Regions from separate parts of the Mus musculus genome. Here region 2 is linked to region 1. The links are chromatin contacts, called in public Micro-C maps. All regions are on one chromosome and are shown on one strand. Each heading gives the region's core, a stretch centred on a gene start, on an enhancer-like site or on the middle of the called end of the contact. The rest is flanking DNA. Distances are from core to core; before and after follow the strand shown.

Region 1 (7,678 bases), core at 3,555-6,054:
AGTAGGAGACCCAGGTGGCTGCAGTGACTGGCCCACCATTATCTTCCAGGCCATGTTACCTCCTGTGAACTCCTTAGAGCCCTGCATAAACTACCTCTGAAGATATGGTGAGGACTGTCACAACCACACAGGACATTCCACAGGGCCAAACCCCTGGAGGACAAGGGCTCATTAAATCACCTGGAACCCAGCAGTGTAGGTATTGATGGCTGCCTATGTGACTGACAGTGGCAATTCAGTGCCTGAGGTTGTCTAGCACGCAGGTGACCATTCTGCAGTCTGACTCCTGGAGTCCAGCTGCTTCCTCTTACAGCTGAGGGAGGACAGGAAGGAACTTGCTGGGTCTGGCTTGCCTGTTAGATGTGGGTAATAAGCAGGGGTCTCAATGCCAAGACAGCTGAGCTGCACGCTGCTGCGAGGGCTTGCCCCTGCAGCCGTCACTGCCACCCTAAGAACGGTTAACAGATGGAAGGGAGGGAGTCCTTGTGCAAATATAAAGAGGTTTATTCACTTGTTACTGGGTATAAAACATAACATATAAAAAGCCACCTTCTCTCTCTTTAGTGTGAACATCTTGTGCTGTCTGTGGCCACCTCAGGCTTCAAACATAGCACAGCTGGTGCACAGTGTCTTCTCACCATCGTCGGCATAGCTGCACAGTTGGTGGGAGAGAGAGAAGATACCTAAGTAGCTGAATGCATCCCCTCTCACTGAGGCCCTAATCGCATCACACATCAGAATGGGAACTTGTCTGAAGACAGACTCAGGTGATAGGCATTTCAGGGACAGTTTGGGGACACCACTGTCTCTGGAAGGAGGCCTAGCATGCAAACATCCTGTGGGTCTTGCATCTTGGTTCCAGGCCTTTGTGGTTTACCAGACGGGTGAGATGTCATAAGAGACACACAGGAGTGACATGAAGACATAGCAACAAGAGGGCCACTGACACAAACCTGAGGACCTATAGCAGTCACCACAAGCCTGGAGGCAGCCTGGGAAACTCTCCCTCCCACCTTAGCATGAATCAGCCCTAAGGTTCCTGAGACTTCTCCCCAGAGTACCCCTGCAAGCACTCCTGATCTCTCCAAACCACTGAAGAGTACTCTGTTGGCGAGGATTTGCCATATGAAGTGTGGTTTTCCATCTGACGCATTAGCTTTAGAGAATGTTGGGGCTGAGCTTATCCGGATCCACTGTACTGATCCCATACTCATTTGGTGGAACAAGTCCCTACAGTGTGGAACAAAGGGACAGGGCTCTACACTGTCCACCCACTCACTGAGCACTTCTAAGGAGCTGACTCATCTGGCTGCAGCCAATGGGTAAGCAGCATCCATTCCATTCTGCTAATACACAGTTAACACACAGGGGTAGGCATGACCTGAATGTACATACACCCAGTGACGTGTGTGAGGCAATCCTCAAATGATACGCACGCTGGACAGAAACTGAAACTAGACAACAGTGTGGACTGTTGGAGCCCTAATAAGGACTCAGAAGTCCAGACCACAAGGCTGTGCAAGCCAGGGAGCTGCTTTAAGTAGGCCGCAGACTACTGGGAAGCACGGACTTCTTCCAAAAGGATCCGAGTCACCCACCCAGCACCTGTGCCCTGACGGAGAGGGACCGTGATCAGGTCAAAGCACTCACTCTGCAAGGCCACACAGCACACAGGCCAAAGCACCGCAGCCCCAGCAGGTGTATACACACTGCCCACACAGGGCCCGCTCGCACTGGCTGCAGACCGCCTTCCCATCCACAGATCTCATGCACGATGAACAAGCGATGGGCGCTGTCCTGGGAAGGCCTGTGAGGAGAAAACACCGAGGCTGTGAGCATTGGAAGGACACTGGAAGAACACGAGGGTGACAGGCACCCTTCTTCCCCTGCAACCGAGTCCTTTTGGCAACCTATCTATCAGCCACCTGGAGCACTAGACTAAAGGCTCACGATGAGGCATTCATTCCCAGGACTGGTCACAGGACTCCAGGACAGATCACCTGCCTGTTGCTAGGATGGCCGGAGTACTCTATCAGAACTCTCTATCTGTCTGGGTCTCAAGATGGGGTTTACTGTTTCACTGGTCAGCCCAGAGGCTTCTGGGCTGAAGCAGAGTCCTGTTTTTCACGAGTCACACGAGAACCACCCCTCAACAGGGAACGGACTGGCATCTTCTTACTGCAGGTGGGGCACCAGGAGAGCTTGAGATGCCAGTTGGAACCTGTTGACGTCCACTCTGGATGCCTGTGAGGGTCAGACTGCCCAGCAACATTTGCTCCACTTACCAGGCTCTAAGGCAGTGGTTCTCCACCTTCCTAAGGCTGTGACCCCTTAATATATACAGTTCCTCATGTTGTGGTGACCCCAAACCATGTAAGCATTTTCATTGCTACTTCATAACTAATTTTGCTACTGTCATGAGTCTCGCAACATAAATATATTTAAAGACAGAGATTTGTCGAAGAGTTGTGACCCACAGGCTGAGAACCACTGCTCTAAGTAGATCCTGTTTGCCCAGGTAGTCAAGGCTCTTGAACAGAACACTGCCACCATCTTCCCTAGGTGTAACAGCAGGTCAGCCCCACTGGCGGCCACTCACCACCTTCTGAGGCCTGAGCTTGGCACCGTGTCAGTCGGCCATCAGGTCCAATCAACATCTGTCCCCTCGCAGGTTGAGGGGCTCCTACCACACCAGACTTCAGTGACTCCTGCAGGTGGTTCACGGAACAATCTTCGCTCGATATGTGATCTCTATAGGCCCGAGCCCCTTGGAAAAGGAGCTGCTTGGTTCTTTCTGGGGAGGAAGAGCCTTCCTTAAGATAACTCTCCAAACCGCAAAGCGGTTGCACAGATATCCTATGACCCACAAGGCTCGGAGCCCCCTTTGCCTGTTCCCAGCCACCAGGCTGTGCTCCACTCCGGTGCTCCTCCCATTATTCTATTGTCAGCAGCCACAGCTATTCACTTCACCTGGTTGGTGCCCTCTTTGCACTCCCAGTCCTCCTCCTGTAAGCTTGTCTCAGTGCCAGAGAAAGCTCTGGCTCAGAACCATTCATTCCCAAAAGCAAGTGTCCCAAGGAGGCAGAAAACAGACACGAGTTTAGAACAGCACCTACAACCATTGCCAGGCCAGTGAACAACTTTACTAAAGGGACAATGACAACAACCCCCTGACAAAGACCTCCCAGATGTTCCAGCCCTGCCACCCACCAACCCCGGGTAACTGGCTGCTCACACCTATAACAGTGGATTGCTTCCTTTCGGGCTTCAGGCCCAGGGAGCCCTAAAGGGAAACACTGTTGCGAGTTCTAGAAATACTCACTCCCACGACCCAGGGACCTCTCTGTGACACTGGAAGCAAACAAAAACTCAAAGAGAGTGGCTATTCCCAGCTCAGTTGCCTCCTACTTTAAGACAGAATTACTTAAGTTCAAGGCCAGGCTAAGATACACGGTGAAAGCCTGTCTGAAAAACAAGAAATGGGAAGAGTTCCTGGAGGGGTACTCTTAACACAGGTGGGGCTCAAACCCACATTCCATTATGAGAGCAATTTTCTCCTTAAGGCCTCCTGGTCCAGCAGAGTCCAGAGTGTGGGCTGGGGTTTTGGTAAACTGTGTGTACTATAAAACTCGCTAGAGCCCTGCACCCCTTCCTGACTGGCTGGCTCTGAGTGGCCTGGCAAATGCTCCAACACACAAGTCCTCAGAAGGGTAGAGCCAGGCTGTTAGGTTCCAATTAACACTTAGGCCTTCTTTTCAACTGCATGCTTACATTTAAAAAAAATTAATTTACTTGGCTATTTAGTTACTATGAGTGTGGTCGGAAGACAACTTTCAGGAATTCTCTCCTACTGTATGTTCTTGGGACCTGACTCATGTCCAGGCTTGCATAGACTGCACTTTAACCAGCTGAGGCATTTTCTGGGCCGTGTTTGCATTGTTATTGCTGTTTTAAGACATCTCACCATAAAGCCCATGCCTTTCCCTTCTGAGTGCTGGCGTCAAAAAACAAGCCACGACGCCAGGCCATGTCTAGACTGGGGGGCGTGGGGGGAGGCACACTCTTTGCAGCTCAGTCCTGTCCCTTCACGCATCGCCCCTGCGTCTCAGCACTTGAGTTTGCATTCCCAGAGTACAGAGAGGGAAAGGACAAATACTGGGGCTGCGTAGGGAGTTTGTTTTCCCGCACATTCCAAAGGCGCAGCGGCACCGCTCAAAGTTATACGGCCGCAAACTGCGCCAAGCTACGGTACACTGCGTTACACCTGCCCCAGAAAGCCATCACTGCAAGGCAATGCTCAGCAACATCCATCCGCTACAAAGGCCACTTGCGAGGGCTCAGGGCAGTCTACGCCATCACGCCCACTCGAACCCAGTCCCCGCGTCGGTCCCGCGCTAGGCTAGTCCGCTCGGCAGCACTCGGGTCCGACTCGGATTTCTCCGGGAGCCGCCTGAAGCAGCATCCACCGTGAGCGCTCGGGACGCTCCCGCGGTCTCCCGCTGCCCTGCGCGGCGTAGCGCGCTCTACCCACGGAAGTCCACACTCACCGAAGACCTCGCGTGAGTAGCGCTCGGCGAACACACCGTGGCTCAGCTCTTTCAGGCCCACGTGGACTTTGAGTTGGAGCGGGGCTGCGTCTGCGAACGGGCAGCTCCGCTTGGGCATGGTAGCGGGTACCAGACACAGCCTTCAGCAGCGCGCAGCGCGCCGCGCGCCGAGCACACGTCACGGCGCCCTCGGACCGCGGCGGAGGCCCGAGCCGACGAGGGCGCGGCGCCCAATAGGCCGGAGAAAGGCTGGGGGCTCGCCTCAAACGGGCCCCGCTGCGCGGGATAGGCCGGAGTGACGTCGGGGGCGGGACTTACGCAGTTAACGGCGAGGGATAGGCTGAGGGAGGCAGTGGCTGGAATGCAGGGCGCGGGAAAAGGCCAAGGGCGCTGGCGCGGCGAGGTGAGGTCTGCGCAAGGCGTGGCACGGGATAGGCCGAGGGGGGGGGGGGTTGTGTTGGGGCGGGGCTAGTTTATGTCACAGCTCAGGATAGGCCGGGAACTAAGAGGCGGGGCTCTGGGGTGGGGCGCGGGATTAGCGGGATGCTACGTTGGGGGCGGGACTCGTGTGCTAAGGGGCTCTGCATAAACCAGCACGAGATCGAGGGCGGGGCTCAGCGCGCGAAAAGCCTGAAGGCTCTGTTGTCGCTAAGCAACGGTGATAGGTGATAGGTGAGATATCAGTATCAAACAGTAGGGTGGCGGGTTTTGTCCCAGCTCCTGATCTTAGTGGATACGGGCACCCATCTTCCCCTACGAGTTCCTCTTGTGTTCCCTTAGGTCTGATCTTGGGCAGGGAGCCTGAGGGTTTATGGCGTCACCTGCGGGTCCGCTGGTCAGGATTTAAAAATATTGTGGTGTCTTCTAACATGTTGAACAGGCAAAACAGTGATGCTGAGGGGTTTCTCAGTCCTTCTATTTCTACACAATCGGAACGTCAGTTATTCGGGTGCATTAAGTTTTGTGCTCATCTTGGAGTACAGGAGACCCGGAGTGTACACACAGCACCCGTTAATTCTCCAGACTTTGTAGAATGGAAGTCTCTGATCAAAGTGTCAGGTTCTCTGCAGGCTTCTGTCTTCCAGAATCTACAAATAAAAACTTTTGTGTCCTTACTGGATGTGTGTGTGTGTCCTCATCTCATAATAACACCCAGTACTTTGAATTAAGTTCTGCCCTAAGGACCCTGTTTTAACTCTTTAAGACTATATCCACCAGCCCTGTGTGTTGGCTCACACCTTTAATCCCAGCTCTCAGAAAGCAGAGGCAGGCTGATCTCTGTGAGTTGGAGGCCAGCCTGGGCTAGGTAGAGAGACCCAGTCTCAAAATACCGAACAAAAAACTGTATCCAGATACAATCACACTCTGACTCTTGGGAGTTAGGCCTTCGACATAAAGAAGGAGCACAATTCTAAATAGGACAATAGGGTCCAGTGACTACTGACTGCTGTGCTTCCCCACCCCCACCCCCACCCCCAAATGGTGGTTTCCCCGGTTGTAGAACTGTGCAGAATGGATGATACCTCTGTGTGGAGTCATGCGTTTGTCCCCTACTGCATGGCTTAAATCCAGCGACCTGTCCCAGGAACCACCACTAAGAAGGCTGTTGTTCATGTTAAGATAATGGACTTTTTCCTCCCAGAATCCGCACTTCCTAGTGCAGTCTGTACAAGCGCCATGGGGTTCCACTGGGCCTGACTCCCGTTCTAGTATGAATATGAAGTGTTGAAGGCTCCGTCCTCAGATGACGTCATGATTGAAGGGTAATAAGGTCAGGATGGCTGTGGTTTGTATATGCTGGGCCCAGGGGTTGGCACTATTAGGAGGTGTGGCCTTGTCTGAGTAAGTGTGTCACTGTGGGTGTGGGCTTTATTACCCTAGTCCTAACTGTCTAGAAGCCAATCTTCTCCTCTCTGCCTTTGAATGAAGATGTAGAACTCTCAGCTCTGCCTGCACCATGCCTGCCTGGACGCTGCCATGTTCCTGCCTTGATGATAATGGACTGAACCTCTGAACCTAGAAGCCAGCCCCAATTAAATGTTATCCTTATAAGAGTTGCCTTGGTGGTTGACTGGGCGGTGGTGGCACACCCCTTTAATCCCAGCCTTTGGGAGGCAGAGGCAGGTGGATTTCTGAGTTCGAGGTCAGCCTGGTCTACAGGACACCCAGGGCTACACAGGGAAACCCTGTCTTGAAAACAACCAAAAAAGAAAAAAAGAAAAGATGTGAAAAAGAAAAAAAAAAAGTTGCTTTGGTCATGGTGCCTGTTCACAGCAGTGAGTTTCTGGGTAATCAGCTTCTACGTGAGACCTGGTTGGAGGAAACGCCGCACTCGCACTGAGAGTGTGTCTGACAGTATCCCTTACCACATCTCTGTCCTGTCTCACTCCTTCCTTCGTGATGGCATGCCTCCCACCACGATGCTTCTGCCTCACCACAGACCCCGAATAACGGAGCCAGCCTGGCCATGGACTAAAATCTGTGAAACAGTGATCCAAAATAAATCCTCTCCATTTTTTTTTTCTTTAGATGTTTTGTCATGGAAGTGAAAACACAATATGTCTCCAGAGTGGGGATGGCCTAATGGACCCCAAATGCTGGCACGTCATTCGAGGCCTCTTGATGTCGCAGTGAGCATGGAGCAGAGGCAGTACTAGTAAGACATGTCTCGTTCAGTCTGGAGAAGCTCCTGGGGACAGTGACCAAGTGTCTGGCTAGGATGATGAGGGGCTGTCTGGGCTGCTCTGTCCCTGGAGGCAGGAAGGATACCCTGGCAGCTCTAGAAATGTGTGTGCTCAGATGCTCACTTCTGGGAACCCTGTAATATACAAATCTGTCTTGCATACGCTTGCTGGATATTGTTTTCTTTTTCTTTTTTTTTAAAGATTTATTTATTATTTATTATATGTAAGTACACTGTAGCTGTCTTCAGACACTCCAGAAGAGGGAGTCAGACCTCGTTACGGATGGTTGTGAGCCACCATGTGGTTGCTGGGATTTGAACTCCGGACCTTCAGAAGAGCAGTCGGGTGCTCTTACCTGCTGAGCCATCTCACCAGCCCTGGATATTGTTTTCTGAGCAAGCATAACACTGTAGCTCCCTGACACCAAAAATGTAAGAGTCCGGCTGA
Region 2 (7,501 bases), core at 836-3,335, 330 kb before region 1:
CCTTGAATGGTATCAGTAAGGCAGCTGGAAGTGTCCTGCACCTCCACTGCACTTACTGTGTGGACTCTATGGAGGAAGAGCCTGGTGGCAAGTCCACTCCAACCTTACGCCTCAGGCATAGAAGATGAGCTCTGGAATCTGTCCACCCTGAACTCCAGTCCCATTGGTACTGTCTGAGGAGCACTGGAACTGGAAGGCTACCTTCCCACACTGCACCTCTGTCATTCCTTCTTGCCCAAAGTAGCTGAGCTCACTGCCGTCCAGGACAGCACTGGCAGTGTAGAAGGTGTCCTGCTCCACCTGGACCGGGTGCTCAAACCAGACTGGGAAAGTGTTGCTGGATCCGTCTGAAACAAACTTGGTGAGGTTCTGAGCCAGGACCATCCCTAGCCGCTTGAGTTCAATCTTGACGCTGTACTCAGCCTTCCCAGAGCTGGACCCATACAAGCCCAGCCCAGCAATGAACACCCTTCTGTCCACTGCAAACTGGATGCTGTCACAGCGTCCACGGTACCTCCACTGGTTACTTCGGTAGGCAGAAGACTGGAAGCGGTGGCACCTTTGTGGAGCAAGGCCCTTCCTCTTGGTCAGGGGGAAGTCAAGGAGGGGCTTTTTGGCAGCAGTGTACCAAAGGAAGATGTTGTGGGTCTCTTCTAAGGTCAGGATGTCTGACTGGGCGGCACCATTGGCAAACTCCTCTAAGGTCATAGTTGGAATTCGGACCAGGTAGAGGGCTCTTCCCAAAACATGCCTCTTGTTGTGAGGAGTGACTGGGAGGCCCTGTCTCTTACATTCTGCCTCAGCCCAGTTCAGGACGGCCTCGAAGACCACAGCCTCCTTGGTATTGAGGGCCTCCCTGGTCACAATGATCTCCAGTGTCTGCCGGTCAATTTCACAGAAGCCTTCAGACCTCAGGGCCATTTCAGCTTGTGCATCAATGACTTCCCAGCATCTCTGGGTCAGTTCAGGCTCCTCAAACAGTCGGCTCTGGGACAGCAGGACACAAGCATTTTTGGCTTCCAGACTTGTTTCCAGAAAGTTGACGCAGGCCTTGGCCAGGGCAGGCACGATGTACTTCTTAGCAGCATACAGAGTGGCAAGCACTGTGTCCGCCTCCAGGTCGATCTCATCGCTGTACATGTACCTGCGTAAGGCAGGGGCTCTCCTGGGGAGCTGCAAGGGCTCCCCTGCACAACCTCTGGGGTTGTAGCAAACAGGTAGGGGACCATTGGAAGGTAACCACCCCATCCTTCCAGACCCAGCGCACAGCACTTACTTTAGCAAGACCAAGAAGGCAGCAGGCTCCACATCGGGAATGTGGATTTCTGACTTCACTTCCGCAAGATCCCCGTAGAACATGGCATAGAAGACGGAGCTGCCGACAGCCAAGACATACTGTGGATGAAAGAAAACCACCTGAGCTACAGGGCAGTAAACAAGGTCCAGGGAGACGCACCTAGCCAGGCCCACCAGGGGACAGGGCTGCGCCCTTACCCACCTTGTGGGCGGGCACACGCCTGGCAGCCCCCAGAGCCCCCACGATGAAGTGGACGTCAGCCATCAGCTCGTTGTTGAACATGAGCGCATTCCTGCAAAGGGCAGAGGCACACGGGCTGGAACGGCGCGCGCCCGGGCTCCAGAGCCCGGGGGCGGGCGGCGGCTCACCTCTCGCGCAGCGTAGGATGGAAGGACTGCCAGTTGGGGCTCTCGGGATTGTTGTTGTCTGGCAAGGGCGGCGCGGGCAAGGGCGGCAGCGGGGCGGGTGCCAGGCAGGGCGGGCAGCAAAGCCCGACCTTCGTGCTCTCGGCTGCGCCTGCCGCGTTGCTGTTGGCGATGTCGGTGGCAGTAGCTGCAGAGGGACTGGCGGGCGGGTACAGTTCCGCGGCCATCTTCGCTACTGCCGGGGCGGGCTCCGCACTGGTCGGTGCTGCGCCGCGCGCCTTCGCGCCGCGACGGGGCCTGGGAAACGGCTCTGCGAGCACCAGCAGGGAGGTTAGGCACTGCGCCACCCGCCCATGCAGGCAGGCGAGCGGCAGCAGCATGGGGCCACGCCGGCCCTGCCCGCTACCCACCCGCACCCCACACCCCTCACCGAGCCCGCGGCTCGGCCGCAGGGGGCGCCGTCCCGCCCGTACCCACTGCTGCGGCGCCGGCGTCTCTCGTCACTGTGCGTCAAGACGCGACTCCTCGTTCCAGGGCCCCGCCCCTGGGGGAGGTGTTGAAGCTCCGCCCGGGTGCCCAGGTTTAAGGGCGAGTTGTGGTTGCACCTTCTATCACTCAGAAATGAGATTTTTTTTCCAACAGCTCAGGCTTTGAAAAATCACCTGACCCAGCTAGCTTTTCTTCGTGGAGGAAATGAGTCTCTAACGCAAGGCTTGATCTCCCTTTTTGTGTACAGCTTCTTTAACAGAGCACAAAGTCAAGGGCAGTACACCTGTTATGTCGGAATTTCTTTTTCTGTCATGAGTCTAGACCTCATGTGCCACAGGGTGACCTCAAACTTTCTACATAGACCTTCCTTTCTAAGTTGACTACTCCAATGGGTTACATTTTGTTTGCCAGTTTATCCAACCGTGTATATATCAACTCTATATCCCAGTTGTGCTGACCATAGGGAGGCAATTTTATCCTTTCCAGATCCTAATTGCAATTCTTTGGGTCTTTATCCAGAAGTGAGATGATTGGATAAAATGGTAGCTCTTGATTTCTCATTTTTATTTTATGGATGTGGATGTTTTGCCTGTACCTGGTGTTTGCAAAGGCCAGGAGAGGCTGTTGGATCTCCTAAGACTAGAGATACAGATGGTTGTGAGCTGTGAGCTGTGGGTAGATGGGTGCTGGCTCTTCAGCAAGAGCAATAACCACTCTTAAGCACTGAGTCATATCCAGTGCTTCGTGCTCCCCCCGCCCCTTAGGTTTTGAGACAGGGATTTTCTGTGTAGCGCTGACTGTCCTGGAGCTAGCCTCAGATCTGCCTGCCTGCCTCCTGAGTGCACCATCACTGTCCAGATACAGTTACTTGTTTGAGCAAACTTTGCAATGGCCTTTGTTCGTGCTTGTATTATTTATCAGTCCTCCACAGCGTGCACTGCTCTTTTCCCTCATCCTGGGTAAACCTTGTTATAATGTTCTGGGTTTTATAGAGGCTATGCTAGTGGATATGAGGTGGAATCTTGATTGCTGATGTCAACCTTTCTGTGTTTCTTGGTCATTTGTATATCTTCTTGGAAGAAGTACCTCCATGAGTCGTTTGCCCACTTTCCAATCAGTCTGCTTCTTCACTGCATTGAGCTCAGTCTTTAGGACAGATGCTTTCTCCCTTTTTTGTGGTTGTCTTGACTGGACAGACTCCTTTGCTGCATTGATTCTTTGCAGTCTGAAGTTACTATGTTTGTCTGTTTTTGCTTGTGTTAAATCATTGCTCTGTGTTCTCCATGGTTTTGCTATTGGTGGTGGTTGTTGTTATCTTTTTAATGTGTACACCTTTGGTCTGTTTGGGCAGAGTACTACATGTGACAGTAAACTTTGTTTCCAGCCTGTTTGCTGAAGAGACTGCCCTTACATCTTGTGTCCTCCCCGCCCCCTTTATTTGTTTGCTTTTTTTGAGACGGGGTCTCGATGTGCAGCCCTGACTGTCCTGGAGCTCTCTATGTAGACCAGGCTGGCCTTGAATTCCTAGAGATCCACGTGCCTCTGCCTCCTGGGTGCTGGGATTACAAGCATGAGTCATCAGGCCCGTCTTGGTTTCTTTGTTCTTTAATACACGTGCCATCTTCATAACTTCCACAGACCGTGCAAAAGGATTACTTTGTGAGACAGAGAATTTAAAGTCTATTTAGTAAATGTAGTCTGCTGACGTGTATCCACCTTAGTCCTTTCCCCAGACGTCATCTTCTTCCCTTCCTTTGGTTTAGACATTTCTGTTTCCAGTGTCCTTGCATTGCATGACTGCAGCTCTGTCCCCATGTGCAGACAGACTCCACTACTTAAAGAAGATAAAGTAGGCTGCTTCAGGACCTCCATCTTCTCTGCTCATTTAACCCCACCCCGAAGTCCTTCTGTAGTGTTTTGCTTTTGTAAGATGTGGGGTCTATCTGTGCTCTCTAGGCTGGCCTCAGATTCCAGAACCCGAGGGTCCTCCCTACCCATCTTCCCAGTCACAAGGCAGAGTCTCAGCGTTTTTCTCTTGAGTCTGTGTGAGCTGGAGTGGGTCCTTGTCTATGTGGTCGGTCTCATGGATTCCCTTTGTAGAAGTCAGTTAGCCTGGAAGGAGGGCTGGGGACCAGTCAGCAGCTGACCTCCATTTCTTTCCCTTCCTGCTGTCTGGAAAGACAAGTTAGACGGATTGATTCCTTCTCCCAGCTTCTCCAAGAGGCTGAGCCACCCCAGCCCCTCCTCTGTTGTTATTGCCAGTGCTCTCCAAGCTGCCTGCTTCTCAGACCTGAGCAGAAGTGGCTCTTCCTACACAAGTCCTGAGATCTCCTCTGTCCCTAACCAGTGGCTTCTGTCAGAGCACTAATGGCAGGGTAATGAACTGAATGATGAAGTGACTTGGTTGTTCTTGCTGGCTCCATTTGTGAGCTCCATGAACCTTTGACTGAACTTTCGGTACTCAGCAGCGTGCCAGGCACTAAGAAGAAACAACTGTGAACGCGCACGTGCACCTGTATGCCCACTGTGCTCATTTTGTAAGATGCTGATCTGACAACGGCCAGGACATTGAGGGAATTCAGGGTGCTGCGTGAGAAGAGCCCATACCTGGCCTGTTCTCCAGCCTCTCATCACCCTCTGAGAGAAGGTGGGAGTTGTCCCCTCACCTTTTGCCATACATGCCCAGAACTGTGCCGTGTGGAGGCAGCAGTTCCCCAGGACCAGTAAGCACAGCTGAGGGTCAGAGACTGTGCTTTAGGGAGGGGACCTCAGGGAGACGTGGGTAAAGCCACCCAGCTGCAGGGCACTGCTTAGTGCTCTGTGTGCACAAATGCATATGCACTGTCTTAGGTTCTGTGTTATGTTTACTGTGTAGACCCATGCTTGTACATTCCACGCTTTGCTCATCTGCTGGAGTTTGGGGAGAAGAACCATGAAGTATCCATGACAGCCTTGAGGCTTCTGCAGAGAATGAAAAGGGATTGGATGCACACGGGCCGGCGCCCCTCCGGCCTCTGTGGAGCAGGTACAGTGTAGGCCATATGGCCCTTGGGTAGCGTTTTCTGTCCTGATACTTGATAAGTTCACACGTGTGTGGGAGGGTAATTGCAGCCAAATTTAGTTAGGACCCTGTGCATAGTAGGTAAATTGAACTTTAGTCATCTGTCTTGAGCCTTTAAGCCGTCAAGCCAATGAGTTATTGGTTGCAGTTCCAGAGTCTACCTTATATAAGAGCTGTGTCTTAGACCCCAGGACTGGCCTGGCCTTCTTTACTCCTTAAGGACTCTGGCATTTCCTCCCTTGTTGGCTTCTACAGGTTCTAAGATAAAACACCTCAGGGGGTAAGATAACAGTGGTAGCCCTAGTTCCACCCCAGGCTGTCCACTCATGGCAAGTTGCCTCTTTCAGCATGGTTAGTAATATGGCCTCTCATTGAGATACGGAGCCTTTGCTAGCCCAGCAGCATAGCTGTTCCGGTTGTATCTGTAAGGACCTGGTGCAGGTGCTTGGTGGCCAAGATTAAAGAGTCCCCTACCCAGGGAGAGCCCCAGATCAGCAGGGGCCTCCTCTTTTGTAGTATCCATCTTCCTATCTCTCTGCAGAGCCTGGTACCACTTCTGCACTCAGCCGGTGGTAGGGTGATGCTATCCCAGACTGCTTGCATCTGAAACCAATTTCCACATTTACACTGCAGACTCTAGGCTCCTTCACTCACATGACCATAATTCACACTTGTCACACAGGATCTTTGGACAGCGTTTCCCAGCTTTACTATAGTCTTGGCATCCTCTGCTCCATCATAACCAGGAGGTTTTGTGTATTAACACAGCTCAAAGTTAATTCATGTGCTTTGAGGTGTTTTAAGAAATTCTTGAGTTTCCTGTTTTAGTTTCCCTTGTTTAAATGTGGAGTATAGTATAGGCTCAACCCAAAATAAGAAGAGGACTACCATTGCCCAAGACTGTGTGCACCATAGGTCTATTTAGGGAAGGCACACAGACACGCTGTCCCCTTATAGAAGCCACAGCAGACACATCCTGCACATACTTGTTCAGCTGTCACTAGCCAAGGTTAAGGCAGAATTTTGCTTGCTTTCATTTCTATATGAGTTCTCTGATGATCTTTCTTGTTTCTTTCCTAGCACTTTTGGTTGCAGCCAGAATGCATGACTTCCGGAGAACGGTCAAAGAAGTCATCAGTGTGGTCAAAGTATGTGAGTCCACACTACGGAAGAGGTGAGCATTCTGGTTCACAGTGATGGCCACTGCCAGCTTGTATGTTGTAGCTACTTCTGCCCTGGGTTACCCCGCCCTTTGGAAGTACTTGGCTTCCTACCACAGTGCCTCTTGAGTTTAGTAGATTATTAGGTATACAGGTTCCCCCTCACAGACTGGAACCAGGCAGAGAAGCTGCTTTGGGACAGCTCGGGAGGCCACCTATCCCATTTGGTATGGTTCATTCTGGGCTTGAAGGTCCAAGTGACTTCTTGCTAGAGTTGGTTAAACCTCCCCATGTCTCTCATGGGCCACGGGCTCTGTGTCCAACTTTGAACAAGTTGTTCCCATCTCGGATAAGCTTTGCGCTGTAACCATGCTGAGGACTTGCTGAGATCCACTGCTGTCCTTGCTGATGTGTATCACAGGATTAACACCCGATGACCATTTCTGCTGACAGGATTGCCTCAGTACCTTCTAGAAGCAATCGGAAAATTGTATTTTGCATCTAGTATCTTTAAAAGTACTTTCAAAAGTTTCTGTTACATTTATTTTTTTACATGTATGTATGCACATGTACACACATGCAACAGTGCACACATGTAGAGATCAGAGGATGGTAGGATGGAGATCAGGTCGTTCCTTCTGCTCTGCAGTCCTCAGATCTTCAGGCTTGGCAGCAGGTTCCTTTACATTGCTAAGCCAGTCCCATAAACTCCTCTTTAAGGTGTTCTTTTCTGAGATAGACTACTTTATGTAGTCCTGGCCAACCTAGAACTTGCTTTATAGATGAGGCTGCCCTTGAACTCACAGAGATCCTCCTGACTTTGCCTCCCAAGTGCTGGGATTAAAGACTTGTGTTACCACACAGTCTCTCTCTTTTTTTTTTAATTTTGTTTATTTGTATTTTATGTGCATTGGTGTTTTGACTGAACATATGTCTGTGTGAGGGTGTCAGAACCCTGGAACTGGAGTTACAGGCATTTATGAGCTGTCATGTGGCTCTAAGCATTGAACTCAGGTCTTCTGGAAGAGCAGCCAATGCTCTTAACTATTAAGCCATCTCTCTAGCCCTTCTTTTTTTTGTTTTTGTTTTTAATTAATGTATTTAAAAAAATATAGTGTGCAAGTTTGCA

Evidence for each region. Hi-C and Micro-C count contacts between places; a contact is called where the count stands out from the background.
Region 2: a Micro-C map of embryonic stem cells shows a contact between it and region 1, with 3 times the contacts expected there. The contact joins the promoter of Btbd6 here to the promoter of Siva1 in region 1. A contact is called at or near these places in 6 of 39 promoter capture datasets (the HPC-7 cell line, cranial neural crest, embryonic stem cells and 3 more), 2 of 484 Hi-C or Micro-C datasets (cortical neurons and embryonic stem cells) and 2 of 9 other capture datasets (adipose tissue and liver).

Annotation. Positions count from the first base shown.
Region 1 is chr12:112,641,954-112,649,631 of GRCm38.p6, reverse strand. Siva1 (SIVA1, apoptosis-inducing factor) reads right to left here and starts at 4,804. Exons shown (of 4, transcript NM_013929.2): 1 at 4,548-4,804; 2 at 2,600-2,794; 3 at 1,651-1,807; 4 at 480-652. The coding sequence starts at 4,665. The coding sequence ends at 595. Gm30101 (a long non-coding RNA gene) reads left to right here and starts at 4,865. Exons shown (of 3, transcript XR_381987.3): 1 at 4,865-4,950; 2 at 6,190-6,318; 3 at 7,077-7,428.
Region 2 is chr12:112,971,147-112,978,647 of GRCm38.p6, reverse strand. Btbd6 (BTB (POZ) domain containing 6) reads right to left here and starts at 2,085. Exons shown (of 4, transcript NM_201646.2): 1 at 1,666-2,085; 2 at 1,499-1,589; 3 at 1,277-1,395; 4 at 1-1,144. The coding sequence starts at 2,042. The coding sequence ends at 112. Brf1 (BRF1, RNA polymerase III transcription initiation factor 90 kDa subunit) reads left to right here. Exons shown (of 18, transcript NM_028193.3): 6 at 5,027-5,176; 7 at 6,293-6,386.